2 separate regions of the Mus musculus genome follow, and region 2 is linked to region 1. The links are chromatin contacts, called in public Hi-C maps. All regions are on one chromosome and are shown on one strand. The core of a region is the stretch at or near the end of the contact, and the rest is flanking DNA. Distances in the headings are between cores, read along the strand shown.

Evidence for each region. A called contact is a pair of places that touch in the nucleus more often than the background predicts.
Region 2: a contact with region 1 is called in a Hi-C map of uterus, with 2.8 times the contacts expected there. The contact joins the promoter of Mecomos here to the enhancer-like site in region 1. A contact is called at or near these places in 7 of 39 promoter capture datasets (the 3T3-L1 cell line, 3T3-L1-derived adipocytes, cancer-associated fibroblasts and 3 more), 2 of 15 datasets of contacts at CTCF or cohesin (both in the NIH/3T3 cell line), 16 of 484 Hi-C or Micro-C datasets (the 3T3-L1 cell line, the AML12 cell line, the C2C12 cell line and 9 more), 4 of 115 datasets of contacts at active chromatin or transcription factors (the NIH/3T3 cell line, embryonic limb bud, forebrain and 1 more) and 4 of 9 other capture datasets (adipose tissue, embryonic stem cells, liver and 1 more).

The regions. Positions count from the first base shown.
Region 1 is chr3:29,742,238-29,746,927 of GRCm38.p6, reverse strand. No RefSeq gene overlaps it. Among named protein-coding and RNA genes, the nearest start is that of Gm42197, 49 kb to the right of the region's middle. Within about 2 kb of position 2,512, at least 4 of the 459 cell types and tissues checked have an H3K27ac peak or open chromatin away from gene starts, as enhancers often do. A contact at or near this core is called in uterus, where this site is marked.
Region 2 is chr3:30,017,739-30,022,428 of GRCm38.p6, reverse strand. It overlaps Mecomos (a long non-coding RNA gene), which reads right to left and starts at 2,489. Exons shown (of 3, transcript XR_003954597.1): 1 at 2,289-2,489; 2 at 1,876-1,958. All of the region lies in intron 2 of Mecom (MDS1 and EVI1 complex locus), which reads left to right.

The DNA.
Region 1 (4,690 bases), core at 1,263-3,762:
AGAGCACTCGCACCCAAGAAAATCACAACCTTGTGTAAATTTGTCCCAAGTTTTTGCATTATACCAATATTACCTGGTGTCCTGGTGTATAAGTTCTCTTTTGGCAATGATGAGGATTGTCAGTTCATCCAGTTTGAATCACAGACAGCTGGGAGAGTGACACTGCAGCGAGACACACAGGACATGACCTGGAAAGGAGCTCTGCATGTGGTAGACAAGAAACCTCAGAACCCAAAGTGTGTGTGTGTGTGTGTGTGTGTGTGTGTGTGTGTGTGTGCGTGCGTGCACTTCCTCTCAAGTGAACTGACACACCATGAACTGGACATCAAAGACTACTACCAAGTTATTAACTACAGGAAGTAAGAGCAACTGAACATATAGTAATCATTTCCTTTTTCCATACTTACTGCCAAAGACATTGGAAACTTGAAGTTTTATTACTATGAAGATGTGCTAATTTTGGTTATCCAAATTTCAAGATCTTTTAGAAAAAGATTCCTTCAAATCTACATAACTGTCAATGAATGGTATTCCAACACAACTTTTAATCTTAATGGCCACTATACAGCTTCTTTTTTGTTGCCCATGGATGATTTTACTCTTCCTACAAATTAGCATAAGTATGCTAGTCAAATGTTGACTGTGACACTCAAATTTTCAAGGAAGAAAAAGTGATTTTGGTTTTAAAAAATATTGTAAGCATGTAAGATGTAGGATTTAAAAAAAAAAATATTCCACTCCTATAGTGCTCCTGAAGCTGGGTTATTGACAGGTACATTGAAGTGAGAAGCATCCGGGTCTTTTTGGCCATCCTTGATGACAGAGAGATGTCATCTGTAGAGCCATTGTTCAACAATTGCGTGGATTCCAGTAAACATCTTCACAGACAACTGCATGTTATGAATCCAACATATAAAATTTCATGTAGTGTTATGTGTCAAGAGCACAGATCAAGGATACAAATATATTAGGTAATGTTGAGAAATGACAAGGAGCCTTCTGCTTACTGGAAGGCTCCTAGTGCTACCTTTCAGTTCATCAATCACAGAGATTTAATCAAACCGCAAATGTAAATAATCAAGTTCTCCATTTCCTTTTCATGGGACTCTCTATCATCTTTCCCAGCAGGAAAGAGAGATCAAGAAGTTGTTTTTAGTCATGCCACAATGTCACAACCCACAGTCCGACAGACACACCCTTCCTTGGATCACAGAAACATTCCTTGACCAGTCTACATTCTTACATCAGAAGTCGATATTTCTTAGCTAGGCTTACCACCACCCCCTCCCCTTTTATCACTGCAGATAAATAAGAAGCAACGGTGAAAAAATGAATATATTATAGTTAGGAAATGCAAGAAATAATGGGGAGAATCCCTGTGGATACAGTGCTTGCTCCACAAATATGAGGATCCAAGTTTGGATCCAACACCCTTGTTACAACAAAAAACTGGCTGTGGCAGTGTGTACCTGGAATCTCAACACTTGGGGGAAGGAAATAAACAGATTTCTGGAGTCTAGTTAATCAAGATGAAATGGCAAATTCATTGTTCAGTTATAGACACTGAATCAAGACCCGAGATAAAGAAGAACCTGAGAAAGACATTCAAATTTCAGTCTCTGGTCTTCACATTCATTGTAAGTACAACCTTCTACATACACACACACACACACACACACACATACACACACATGAATAAATGGCATTGTTAGTAAAGTTGAAATTTTTGATGCAATAAAGTCAAATATCCATAAGAAAGTAATTGGGATTTTGTCGATTTAAAGTATAGAATTGTTTTTAGTCTCTGTCTAGTGAAACTGAATTTTTTTTTTAGCATCCTTATATAAATAGTCACTCAAAAGCACCCACCACTGGCACATGCACTAGCTTTGTAAATTCTAGGTCAGTACTTACTCTGTGACAGGCACTAAGGTTATTTGGGAAAATCTCCGAGTGGAACCAATCTCTGGGTTTTCTGCATTTCAATCACTATTTGGTCTGCGCTCCTAAGGAATCAGAACAAAATACTTGCAAAAAGTTGGCCTCTAACTTTTATGAATCGCTTGTTTTAAGTCCAGCTACTTGAACTGTCAGTTCTCCGGGACAAATTCTAATTTAATCAGTAATAAAATATCATGTCTCTCCTTGAAGCGCCATCTCTTCCGTACCACAGCTCATTTGGTCCAAGAGGTTAAAATGAACTGCCTTGTTTTTATCCTTCCTTCCTTTCTTACATATTGTCCTGGATAAGTCACATTCTTCCTTAATAACTGGAAAGCATTTTCATTTGTGCCCTGGGAATGGCTAGAGGAGCTTTTAATATTATTAAGTCTAGATCAAATCAATCCAGTCCAAACTGGGCATGAGAATAACATGTCTTAGCCACACCCACTTTTCATCAATTAGTCACACCAATATTGGTGGCCTCGTCAGGGAATCCTTGACATCTGTGACCAGAAGTTCCAGACACAGGCCACTTTTATACATTCTGCTTGCAACCTTTGAACCAAGCTGCCAAGTCAAAGCTTGCTATGTGGTCTTAGCATCCAAATGGTGATTCATTGTTTGCAAACAGGGAGACAGATTAGTATCGTTAAGTTGACCTCAGCCTCTAACTCAGAAGCAATAAGGCTTGAGGACCCGGGCATCTTAACTAGGGCAAGACATAAATCAAGCAAGCTACCTTTAGCACCACAAAGAAATAAACATTTGGCATGTTATGAAAAGCATGCAAAGTGCCTTGAGCTTCCTCTGGAAGATGAAGGTGGGCTTGACTACAGAAGACTCCATTACTTAATTGAGTTTAATACAATATATAGGGACCAGCTTCGTCATGGTTTAACAGTTTCATGAATAAAGAGCTCCACTTTGAGAGCTCACTACTTAGCTCTCAGTAGCAAAGTTTTAAGATTATGGGGCAAAAAGGAATTGGAACAGTATTTTAGTCTGTCTGTGGCAACCGAATCAAATTAGTGAGTTATTTTTCAACAGGTTCACCTGCAAGACTTGAAAAGGAAAAGATAAGATAAAGTTAAAAGGTTGCTAAGTGGAAGACACAGGAAAAGAATTTGCTCTAGAGAGAAAAACACAATGTTGGGCCAAATATGGTCACTGAATAAGAATTCAAATCTCATGTTGTGGGTTTCACTGCGGTTTTATTAAATGTTAGTTGGACTGAATTCAAGCAGCGTGGATCTTCAGTTGAGGGGAAATAAAAAAGACTCAAAAGCTTAGAAAGTATTGTTCTTGGTGTACTGATTCCAACTCTTTTATTTCTATAATTTTCTATTAAAAAGAGTTATAAACTAAAATGTGTAATTTTTTAACCCTAAGAAATCTAGTTTAGAAATCAAGCAAACTCAAAGTTAAGAGTTTAATATAAATTGTGAGTATTGATAAGAGATAACATCCATCCTAATGGTTTTCAGTTATAGTTATAGGTTTACTTTTCTACTTCAATCTGGAAAGGGTTGAACTTCGTGTCATCAGCTTGGAAACCTGATAACTCAATATTGCTTCTCGTGATGTCTCCATAAAACTATTGGTTTTTCAAATCAAATCCTTTTTGGAAATTGTTCTAGAAAGAAAAAAAATCATTTTCCTGCAAAAAAGAACAAACAAGCTCTCAGAAGAATTCTTCCCACAATGCTTTGTGGTCACATGTTTTTAACAAAAGATGACATATCCCAGAAATGCTATGGATATTTCTTCTTTTAATAGTCTGCCACCCTGCAAGTTGTTGTGAATCCAAAGATTATAAGTGCGACACTAGTGAGTTATATCAAAACAGACAAGCATTTTGGGGTTTGAAGTTTTGGAGAGTACAATTTAACAGGAAGAGGCAGTCTCAGTCAGTTAAAGATCCAAACACTGTGTGTGTGTATACCCCAAGGTACAAGCAACACATGCCACCCTCTGGTAACTACTGCACCAATATGCACCTAACTGGGACTCTTCAATACCCTGTCAAAGTGCTGATTGGGATGAAAATACCAATATCTTGACTTATTATTTTGTCTGTCCTTACCTGGACCTGAATTTTTATTCCCCAAGCTATTGAGTTCATCAAAGTTTGGATTACTTTCAAAGACTGAAAATTTATAGCTTTTTTTCTCCACACAGTAGTCGGGAAGCTGTTTCTGAGTAGGTACTTTTGCAAACTAACCACAGAATAAAACCATTTTTTTGAGTGTATGCTACCAAACCTGCAACATCTACTGAGAAGTAAAATGGGATGGGGTTGAGTGAAAACTGGAGAACTTCAAGCTGATATGCCCTGTGTCTGAACAGAAAGCATTGCCACAGGCTACCCCTTCTGCCTTCATAGGCATCACTAAGCTGCAACCCAGGCAGGAAGGCACTGGGACACTATCGTACACTTGGTCAATAGCTCAATTCTCAGAAACTCACCTGTTCAGGTAGAGAAAGAACACACTCACCATTTCTATTCCTCTTCCTCCTCACCCTCTTTCTCTGTTCTGTTCTACTGTGTAGCAAATAAATCAATTCCAAGTTTAAGCTTCTAGACCGAAGCTTTTCAAGCACTAGGGTATCTTTTACCTTATACCCAGGTTTAAAGGCATTTGACCCCTGTAAAACCATTCACTGTCTCTTTGACATAGAACACTAAGAACTTCATGGAAAATTTGTGTTCTGAAGACTATGCAATAATGAAATATTTTGTATTTTT
Region 2 (4,690 bases), core at 1,240-3,739, 280 kb before region 1:
ATGATAGGAATGAGTTACTTAATTGTGAAATGAGATTTTATTCATTCTTTCAGAAAGTTCTCATAGCATTATACTCAACTACAACTTGTTTTAACAGTTTACAGGTAAAGGATCAATTGGCCAGAATTTATTGATGGCAATTCCTTTGTGAAAGACCTTCTGGATGTTTCTAGAATAAAGATGGAAGGTTTTGGGTTTTTTGTTTTTGTTTTTATTTTTGTTTGTTTTTGTTTTTTTTTTTTTTTGGCTTCTTTATGACTCTTTTTGTTCAAGAGTAGAGTCAGTAAATAGAAGAGTATACATAGAAATGTTTATGCTTTTTTTTGAAACAGATACAAAATAAGTTGTTTGTAAGACCTGGCCCCTACCCTAGGTGTTTCAGTGGAAAGAGAAAGAGGGTTTGTGTATGTTTAAATACCTTCCATGATGCCTAGTAAGATCAAACATATTTTACCTAAAGGGCTTATATTTTTAATTTTCACAAAGCATTTACGACATAATTTTCACTGGGATGCTTCAAGAATCAGATATATTGATGTCAATTAGCCCCAGGATGTCTGTTATTAAGAAGGACCTCCTGTGAATAATCCTCCAGGCAGGGTGTGCTGTTGTGCAGCATGGTTCTTGCCATAGACTAGGTTACAAGCAGCTTAGAAGATGTTGGGTGAGCATGACAAACAAAGCCAACACTTCATCTCCTCAATCTATGGCTCTAGTCACTGAGTGACTGGGCCATCAGAGGCAAGAGAAGGAGCCATAGGAACCCAGTTAAAGGGTCAAGAGCATGCACTTGTGTGCTCATTTCTCTGCTATAGATCGGTATAGGAGGAAACTAAGGGAAAGGGCCTGGAAGCTGAGCTTGACGTCAAGTTGTAGAGGACATTGAATTTTGGATCAGTTTTTTTTTTTTCCACCAATAAAGTAGGATCTAGTGTAATTTTTATTTAGTTTAGTTTAGTTTGAAAAGTGTGGGTTTTTTTTGTTTGTTTGTTTGTTTGTTTATTTATCGATTTTTTGCTTTTTTTGTTTTTGGTAAAGTACATTATTACAGCCTTGTTATTTCAGAAAGATGAGTTTTCACTGTTAAAAATGCCATAGAAACTTGTAATGATAAGAATTCCACTAGGACCATTCACATGGGGAAGGAGGAGGGAGAGAGCAAATCAACTCGAACAGGTTAACAAAGCCAATGCCTGGCCACTTGGGGAAAGGGAGAAGGAAAAATTTAAAATAAGTTGCAGCAAAATCTAAACTGAGCCCAGGGAAAAGGCTGACACAGAAATGAATTTGGGGGAGAAAGTAGCAAAATGGCCAGGATTCTACTCTAAAACAACAAAAATGGAAGACATGTTTGTGGCCGAGTCCACAGACAATGAGCTATGTATCAATATGTATCAACTGATTCCTCTGGGTTGGGGGAGGGGGCTGGGGGGGGGCAGCATCAACCAGCCAATATCAACCAGCCAAGGATGGCGTTCTTTCAAATGTGTCCTCATGTTTTATCATAGTTACTCTCACAAAGACGTACAAGTTTAGTGTAGTTTACTGTGAAAAGACACCAACTGAAGGTAGCCGTGTGAGTGGCTCCATCTTCTAAATCATGGTGCTTCTTAAGGGCAAACCTGCTACGGGAGCTGGCTTTAATCCAGGAGAGAAGCCCAGTGAAGGAGAAAGGCTTTGGACCCAGCTGATACCAATCAGTAGGCAAAAAGGAAGAAGTAGGGGGTGGGGGAGAGGTAGATAAGATTTAACCTGAGGTCACCAAGGTAAAGTGAATTCCAGGCAGAGTGACAATAATTACATCAGCACTATCAACAATAGTAGTCACTTTGTATTGACCAAATGCTGTGTCCCATGCAAGATTCTACGACTTACGTTTAGTGCTTCATACGATTCCCTCACACTGGGATAGGTCTGCATTTCAATGACAAGGTCCTGCAGAAGGTTGGGCAGTAGATCTGGACAATATAAAACAAAGAAATGAGTCAAGGGTGTGCAGAAGCTGAAGATCTGTGACCAGATCATTACAGTCATTCAGATGGATGGTCCCAGGCATCCAAGTTTAGGCTCACTAAGACCAAGCACGCGTCTGGTCAGCAAATACCTCTTTAGTACTTGTTTCAGCTTAGACCCTAGGCAACAAGGGGTAAATTATACCTACCTAATTCTCGTTTTTCTGGCATGTGAAGTTTACCAGAGGACATTGTAAGTAAGGCATGCCTTTTCTGACCTGAGGGGCGGGTGTGATGTGTGGGCGAGCACGCATGCGCGCTCCTGTTCGAGCTTACCTCTTTGGGTCCCTGTTCACCTTTGTTTATAAGGCTCTCTTGCTGATTAGCCTGATTAGCAGAGGACACAGTAAATGGGAATGGAGAAGCTCAGGTGCATGCCAGACATGGACAGACATCTTCCAGGGAAGCAGAGCGAGAGCGAGAGAGCGAGAGAGCGAGAGAGAGAGAGAGAGAGAGAGAGAGAGAGAGAGAGAGAGAGAGAGAGAGTGAAAGAGAGAGAAAGAGAGAGAGAGCAAGAGAGCGAGGAGAGAGAGAAACAAAAAAAACCCAAACGAATTGTTAAAATTCTCCTCTCCCAAAGTCAAGATAAGAATTAGGGCAACTGACGTTGGAGCAGAACAAAGGATTAAAAAAGTACAGTCACACTTGCAGGCGGGACTAGCTTCCGTGTTGTGCATACGTGGGTGTTTACTTGAGTCTGGTATACAGACACATTGCAACTTACTTATTTTGACCTGTTCCCACGGAGTCAGAGCACCTCACGCTTACATTACCCAATGGATTTTCCCAACACTCTCATTATGCTGATATTATGAAACTTGCATGGAAATCAACTCAAAGGTTAAGTGACTTACCCAAAGGTACACAAGAGGAGTGGAGGCGAGGCGTGCATGCCTTCCAACTCACTCTCTCCACAGATTAGAAGGCTGAAAGCACTTTTGAGTAAGTTTCTAAAACCCTGGGGAGGACTTCGACCCTGGAGTTATTGCACACTGTGCTAAACACTGTCTTGAAAAGGCTGAATTAATTAAAATGAATAAAATAATGAAAAAGAAAAAAGCAATTCGTACAGAGTTGAGGTGAGTTCCAAACACATTAACTGCCTTAGTTCTGCTCCAGCATAGACATAAGAGAAGATTTGGCATTTTGAGAATGACCATGGTTAGTTTTCTCTAGAAACTGAAGATAGTTATAAAATGCCCTCAGTGGTATAAAAGATGCCCTTTATCCTATTGGCACAGGTGTACGTTGTGCGTTTTGTGACTCTTTGTTTCTTAGACTTGTGAGTATATATTGGCTTGTCTCTTTTTTTCCTTTTGAATGTGTTCACATCGAAAGCATCAGACAGTCAGATAAGAGAAAAAGAATGCTATTCTGTGCTCCCCTCCCACTTTGCTGTGTTTTATTAAGCTGCTTATTTATCATACGGTGTTCACTGAAACTTTAAAAGAAGCCTTTTTGTTGTGATACTTCAGCCACTCAGCATAATGGCTCAGGAAATAGATCAAAATAGCCAAGGAAAATATTTTAAATATGGCAGCTGTAGTTGAAGTTTGGGAAATAAATCTTTGAGAACAATAATTTATTCACTTGAGCTGTTGTTTCAGCAAAGTATTTCATCTTAGTTTCAGAATAGTTGCTATTCATTACTAAATATGTTTAAAAATCGAAGCAGAGAAATTGATTTCATTCTTTCCAGACATCCTAAAAAATACTCAGGTGTTAAAGTTGGGTGCTGTATCGGTAAAAGCAATCAGATAGGGATTGTGGCTATGTGGTTAATTAAAGGTAGTAGGCGCCTTCGGGGTAACTTTGCATCATGGACTTATGGAGGACTTCACACTGTAGGGACAATAACGTGGCGCTCCTTCCGAATGTGCACAGTGCTGTCCTACAAAGACATCAAGATGTGTAGGAAGTCAACCCTCCTGCAGTCCTGCCAAGCCAGACTGACCCCGGCAAATGAAAATAATCAAAAGTAATTAGAAGCGTGCTGGATGACTCCTCCGAGAGCCGAGCGGGAGAGTAAACACGCCCGAATCCTCGAGCCACTGCAAAGGCCCATGTCTGAGCTGTTAGGTGCCCTGACCTTGTCCACATAAAGATGTGATTTATGAAGTGCAGGGCACAGCAGCAGGGCTTCTGTCTTCTCCTGGAGAACCAAATTACTGAGGCGGAGATTAACATGGCTTCAGTGGAGCCTGTTTCCAGACCAGGGGAAATTTTTTATTTACCTTTTTTTTTTTTAAACCTTTAATTTCCTTTCTGTCTGTCTGTCTTTTCTTTTTTTCTCTCTCCTTTTCTTTTCTCTTTTTTCCCTTTCTTTTCTTTCTTCCTTTCTGCAGCACCGTATTGGTCAACTTAAGAAAAGGAAAAATAAATAAATACAAAGGAAGAAAGGCAGAGAGTCCCTCAGAAATGACCCAGGATCTCTCTGGAGAGCCATGCTGACAGGATGCTCTGGGGGTGCAGTCCCTTTGTGCCTATAGCTTGGTGTTTGGCTGGGCAGACTGCAAGTCTGCCTACCAGTATCCCAGAATTCAAGTTCAAGTTTGTGACATACTTCCCTGATAAAGCAGCATAAATAATTAAAGTCAAATGGAACATTCGTCACATCGGCTCCCTTGGCTTTCTGATCTAGTTTCTGCACCTGTGCATTGAATTTTATTCAAATTTCA